2 separate regions of the Siniperca chuatsi genome follow, and region 1 is linked to region 2. Evidence: chromatin contacts called from public Hi-C data. All regions are on one chromosome and are shown on one strand. The core of a region is the stretch at or near the end of the contact, and the rest is flanking DNA. Distances in the headings are between cores, read along the strand shown. Region 1 overlaps ncoa1 (nuclear receptor coactivator 1). Region 2 holds the start of ptrhd1 (putative peptidyl-tRNA hydrolase PTRHD1).

Evidence for each region. Hi-C and Micro-C count contacts between places; a contact is called where the count stands out from the background.
Region 1: a contact with region 2 is called in a Hi-C map of liver, with 2.4 times the contacts expected there. The contact joins the enhancer-like site here to the promoter of ptrhd1 in region 2. A contact is called at or near these places in 2 of 3 Hi-C or Micro-C datasets (liver and skeletal muscle).

Annotation. Positions count from the first base shown.
Region 1 is chrLG16:23,694,004-23,697,191 of ASM2008510v1, forward strand. It overlaps ncoa1 (nuclear receptor coactivator 1), which reads left to right. Exons shown (of 22, transcript XM_044168939.1): 12 at 177-404; 13 at 1,946-2,300; 14 at 2,827-3,009. Among protein-coding and RNA genes, the nearest start is that of unc93a, 34 kb to the right of the region's middle. Within about 2 kb of position 1,643, the one cell type or tissue checked has an H3K27ac peak away from gene starts, as active enhancers do. A contact at or near this core is called in liver, where this site is marked.
Region 2 is chrLG16:23,640,464-23,643,910 of ASM2008510v1, forward strand. ptrhd1 (putative peptidyl-tRNA hydrolase PTRHD1) reads left to right here and starts at 2,098. Exons shown (of 2, transcript XM_044168932.1): 1 at 2,098-2,350; 2 at 3,115-3,447. The coding sequence starts at 2,141. The coding sequence ends at 3,285. It overlaps fam184ab (protein FAM184A), which reads left to right. Exons shown (of 22, transcript XM_044168929.1): 22 at 1-561.

The sequences.
Region 1 (3,188 bases), core at 393-2,892, 53 kb after region 2:
CGGTTCTGTCCTGTCTTAGCTCAGATTTTTATGGATTTTCATTTGTATGTATTTAGGAGTCATTATTTTCACAAATTTATCAGCGATTTTTATATATACTGTATATACATATTATTTGTCCTCTTGAGTCATGACGCCATGAAAAATACTAACTGAAATGTATTTTGTTTTTGAAGGACTTGGGGGACCTGCCTCCTCCATCTGCTCTCAGCCTGCAGACTGTTAGGGTAAAAGTGGAGAAGAGAGCCAGCGTGGAGGGAGTGGCCTGTACGGGGTCTACTGTTGCAGCAGGAGGTGCATCCAAACCTGCAGGAGTTACCAGCAGCTCGGCTTGCATCAGTCCCAAATCAAGCCCCGTCGGAGAGAACCGCAGAGACAGCCGCAGGGATAGCCGAGACTCCACGGTACAGTTGTTGTCAGTGTTGTGGTGAACTGTTATAACCTAAACTAGTCCAAAGATTTGACCTTTGACAGTTATCCTGAGAGAATGTTCTTATGTTTAGAATAGAGAAAAGTTTAGTAAACAAAAAACATTATCACTATCTGTGTTGAACAGTGCCTGGGTGTTGATGGTCAGGCTGTGTAGCATATGACATATTGGCTGGTATTAGCTTATCGCAGATACTGTACATTGGTATGTGTGTATATCTCGGCAGGTAAACATATTCTGGCACTTCTGAACAGCTAGTTCATGTGACTTGAGGTCATTAGAAACAGTTTCACTATTATCAGCATTGTTTTTTAAACTTTATAATGTCCCGCTCAGTACATATCTTGGTCATGATTCTTTAAAAGAAATACATTTAAAGGCCCTGCACACTTGTGGAAAACCCACGCATGTAATTTGAAATATTTTGCCTGAATTGTCCTTTTCTCTTGCTGTTGAGTTTTTCAAATGTATTTTATTTTTTTTGGCACCACAAGCCGAGTGCCATATAGTCCCATTATATAAAAAAATGCAGATATCTCTATGGCCGATATCTCCAAAACTCAGCAACTCACAGCAAAACAATCTAGATGGATAAACAGCACTACAGGTAAGAGGAAAAATATGTGTTATTGATTTTGGGCTGAACGGCCCCTTTTTAAATATCTTAAATTTTTATATCCATATCTGCCTCAAAAATCGAGTATCGGTCGGGCTATAGGCCAGAGTAGGATAAAAGATAGACAAGACTGAGTTTAAAAGCCTTATCAGGGGTTACTCCAGAGGCATTGCTGATCTTCACAACCACCAAGTGATTTGAACTGAGTGACAGCAGTTAAAGTGTAGTAGGGCTGGCCTGATAGAGCAGAATGACTTTTAGCCACTATAGCTAACACCTCATGCAGACCAACATGACAAGCAATTAACCTGTTACAGCAGTCATATATTTATCAAACTAAGCTGAACATGCATTCAGCATACCTTCATTGTGTTTGTGGTAAACCCAACTGTCAACAGCCAGCGACTGGCTCAGAATACACTGGACTCTGTCCAACTTGGTCTCGTCAGAGAATCATAACTGTAATAACCTAATAATTGAAATGTGCATGCTCCTTCAGGGGTGGCACTCATGCATGCATGCTATTGTTGCTTTCAGATTTACACAGGAACTTTGTGAGAAAAAATACTTTACAATTAAGCATTGGAATTCCCCTGTATTGAGCTTTGCTCCTGCATTGGCAGTTGCCGGACAGCCGTTGTAAATCATGTTGAATGTTTATTTTCTTGGACTTTGTCTCCACTGTAGGCTTAGTTACCAGCTGCAGCCTTTAAAGCTCACTGGTCTTTGACCTTGTGTCACTCCCCATCTCTCTGTCACTGATCGTTTGCCCCCCTTTCTGCCACCCATTATTATTTAATTCTTTACTCTTTCATGCCATCACACCATTCATTCGTCTTTTTCCTCATCACTATCCCTTTTCATTTGTTTCTGATTTACTCTCTGTTTCCCGCCCTCAGATGTCTGGTGGCCCTGTTGACATGGACCCTCTCACCCAGCTGCTGCCTGGCCTGAGAGGCCCAAGTGGGGCCAAGCAGGGTAGTGAGGATTCAACAACCCCTGGAGGAGGCCCCCAACTCCAGTCTCCAGCCCCCCAACACCAGGCCCCAGCGCCACTCCAGTCCCCCGTGCCTCAGCTCCAGTCCCCTATGTCCCAGCCCCAGTCCCTTCCCCACTTGCAATCGTCGTCACCCCAGCTCCACTCCCCTTCCCCCCAACTCAAACTGCAGTCACCCACTCAGCTCCAGCCCAGTGAGGTCAGCACTCCCCGCAACATAAATGTGAAGAGAGAGCCTCCCGGGACTCCTAACAGAGGTACAGTTTCAACTTAACAGGGAGGGGGGGTGATTAAGATGAGGGAAGAGTTAAGCATAATATACGACCTGCATACTATCTATGGACATTGAAGTGCAGTATCAATATTTAATTCAAACCGCTGAGTGTTGGTAAAAAATAGTATTGTTTTACCATTTTCATGTCAAGAAATTACAAAATAGTGTCTTTAATGAATTATTTGATTTTAGATCATTCTCTAATTATTATTATTATTATTATTATTATTAGTTATGATCCAGACAAGTCCCTCTATTTATTTTATTAATTAATTTATTTACCTACACATTGTTAGGTTCTATGCCCCCTAGTGGCTATTAGGAGGTACTGCAGTGTCAACAGACCTCACATGGAACCAGAACAGTTTACTTTTCTGCAACACTGCAGAACATTGCAGAATATCATGTATCTATAAAAGTCTCAAAGTGTGAGTCTGTGTATCAATATTATACACTAAATGTTATAGACACTCCTCATCCATGTCCATGTGCTTGTGTTTGTTTCCCAGGGCTCAGTGATGGCGGCCCGCCCTCTGGCTGCAGCCTTCAGAGTCAGTCATCTTTTGATTTCTGCAGTCCCCCCACTCCAAGCCAGACACAGTCCCAGGGACAGGGAGACCCCTTCCAGACCCCCAAAGACAACAGCCTGTTTCCAGAGTCAGAAGTTATCAACCCATTCAGTTCAAGCACTGGTATACAAGAAAACATAATACATTCACAGTTAGTCATTGAAAATGTACAAGAAATGTCCTGTAAAATGACAACTGTGTGAACCCTATTTGTTAGTAACTTGACACTAAATCTTCTGTAGCAGTTAGGCATTGTTGAGCTGACCTCTATAGGCTGGACGTTTTAGTACTCTTACATAAAT
Region 2 (3,447 bases), core at 848-3,347:
TTGTTTCACTGTGGATGAGTTTCTCTCTTAGTACAGTGACAATGATCATCAGTATGTTTGATGTTTATTTTATTTCTTTACTTCCTAACTTATTTTGCAGTTTCTTGGAACTAGAACAAAATGAGTGGTGCATTATCATGCTGCTATTTGCCATTGTTGGACTACAATAAGAAATATATATATAAAGAAATATACGGTAGGTTATTGTGCTCTCTCTGTACGTGGGACCACTGCATACAGCATCTTAGACTAGGAGCGCTGATCTAAGACCAGCTTGCCTCCTCATTTATGGTGACATTTACATGGACCTGATCCTAGATCAGTTACACTTCTCTGATATGCTCCATGAATACAGGCTCTGATTTTAGGACGGCACCATCATGGCAAGTTTGTTACAGCTGCATAGAAGTTTCAGCAGATTTTGGTAGAATATTAAAACCTGTTTGTATGGTTGTCTGTCTCAACACAGATATAATGATGTCTCACCAATTTTAAAAACAAAAATAGCATATTTTATATTTATATTATAATGTGTATGCTTAATAAATAATTATTGTGACATTTACTTGTGTTTGTTTGTCATTTATTTGGATTAAATTGCGGTTTACATTTCATTCAAAGTCAGTATTTTAAGAGATGCAAGATTATGGAAGTTTATTAAGGACAAAAATATTGAGCAATGACAAATTTTGAGAAATGTTCGATGTGTGGCCAGTTTGAATTTTTGTTTTTTCTCAGAGTACTTGAGAACGTGAGAGAGTGCTTACCAACAGGCACAGTTAAAGTATTTTAGACTAATAATAAAAGCTGATGAAACACTGAGAGGAGTTTGGCTTTAGTCAGATGGGTCTTACAGGGTTGAAACTTCACTTTCTGGTCAAATCCAATGAGTTTTGCTCTGTTCTCAGCACAGGAGAGACAAACGTATAAGTCCACAGCTTTGAAGACAATGAGTAAATAAAGCCCTAATGTTCGCTCAATGGTGACACAATATCTCTTAAGTTTAAAAGTTTGATTAAGTCTACAATTTTGTCTTTGCGTGCTTTCAAAATGTATTTTTCACATGCAAATCTGCCCCTGATTTCTGTCAAATCTTAACTTGTTGACTGATAAAAACTTGGATTTGTCTTGTGCTCGCTCAATATTTTTGTTATTAATAAACTTCCATACACCCTCAGCCTGGGGTATTTCTTTTAAAGAGGTATAACTACTGCCAATAGAATATAATACTGCAATACAGACAGTACACTGAAGAACCTTTTCCTAATTATGTTAGGGAGTAAATCTCTCCCCAGGCTGATTTCAGTGATAGGGTTTCTCCCAGTGTCATTATATTGCCACTGGACCATCGGCAGAGGTGTCACTGTCTTTACCACAAGTTTGACATAAAAGGAACTAGTTGACACTTTAAAATATATTGTTTTAAACCCAGATAGAGCTGTTTGATCATGACAGCACAACAGAAAAATATGCAATATACAAAGTGAGATGGTGAAGGAACAAACATTGTAATGTGTAAAGTTTATAGGGAATCCCCAGAATGCCGTTTTCATTGTTGCATATTGTGTTATTGGATCTTTTAAGCATCAATACTGAGCCAAAAGAAAGACGGTGAGTAATTGCGAGACGCCGACATGCCAACAGGTGTCTAGTTTGCCAAAAAGCCATAAGAAAAAGTATAGAAGATGATGATGAAGAAGAACAAGATAAAGAGGAAGAGGAGGAGGACAGAAGAAAAAGGTGCTTTACCCAGCTGTTTAAACTACAAAGACATTTTAAAAAGTAAGTTACCTTTATGGGCACACATCTTGTAAACTATTTTGGGAGGGGAGATAATGGGCTGAAAGAGGGGGCTATAACAAACCCACATCATACAGTATATACAACAGGCCCTCCCTTCATTTCCTAAACGTTTTAACAGAATATAGACACACAATTCATTTGTTGAAAGTTTCTTTTGTTTGAAATTAAGAATAGAGATTGTTCCCTTGCTGGTACCACAAGTAGGCCGACTGTATGTTTAACCATGAAGTTTTACCGGTAGAGGGCAGTAACGTTGTAATATCGTTTAATGATAAACTACACAGCGGATGAACCGGAAAATAAACAAACCCTGAATCCGTTTCTGTACAGGCTGAAAATGGCAGCCACGGGAGCCGGGTCTCCTAGCCGGTTAGTCCAGTATGTTGTTGTCCGGTCGGATCTGGTTCACAAGCTGTCTTGGCCCCTGGGAGCCGTTATAACTCAGGCCTGTCATGCTGCCACCGCTGCCATTCACCTTCATTACGGAGACCCGGACACACAGCAGTACCTGGCAGAGCTGGACGCCATGCATAAAGTGGTGCTTGGGGTAAGCGCGGCACGTCACGCCAGACTCCATTCAAATATTCGTCAGTTTAGTGCTGCATGGTTTGTCAACATATGTACAGAGGTTATATCGTTTATCACAATTTATGCAATAACAAAATAAAAGCTGTTCGGGTTAGTGGTATTATTCGGCAGCATAAATTTTCTTTATATTGTCATTTTTAAACGGTTTGCACGAGCTACCACTGTGTTTAGCTAACTTGGCTATCATAGGTGAAGCGATTTTAAAAGTCCTTTACTAATTAGAAAAGTTCTGTCTGGTGGGTAAGCTCAGTGCCGAATTTAAAAGTGACTCCTTAAGAGTATAAAATGGTCATGATTGGTTTTCCAGCTGGTAAAAATATGTATTGACAAGCAAATAAATTATTAAACGACGGAATTTCGAATGGAGTATGGTATTTCTCCATACAAGCTTTACGTCAGTAGTCTAACTTTAATGTTAGAGCAACTAGATAATAACATGATGAAACTCCCTCTTCAATAGATTCCAGCCAAATAGGACATTTCAACATGATGCAATTCAATAAAAACTTGAATCAGAAAACGTGTATAAATACATGCTGCATTCAGAGGTTTTAATTTCACCGCAGCATGTGGTTTGGACAGGTTTACAGTTCAGCACTAAATCAACAACAAATATTTGTTTTCTCACATGGAGCACTGGAGTGAAATGTGAAGTAATGGGGATCTGTGGTCCAGTCTTTAACAGCCTGGCTGACTGTACTTGTGTTTATTTTTTCTCTCCAGGCTCCAGACGAGGCCGCCCTCTCCGGTCTATCAGAGAATCTAACACAGGCCGGTGTGGCCCACAAGCTTTGGATTGAACAACCAGAGGACATCCCCACCTGCTTGGCCCTGAAGCCATATCCAAAAGAGACTGTCCAGCCGCTGCTGCGCAAGTTCAAACTCTTCAAATGACGGCCTTGACAGACATCATCCATCTATGAACTCTACAGTGCATGTCCGCAGAGAGGAAGCCTCACAGGCATTTCAGTATCTAATTTCATCTATAAAAGGAGGACACCTGAAAGTTGTGCTCTTACTGAGGGCGCCACAGCATTTGTCAGGGCATCCAAACAC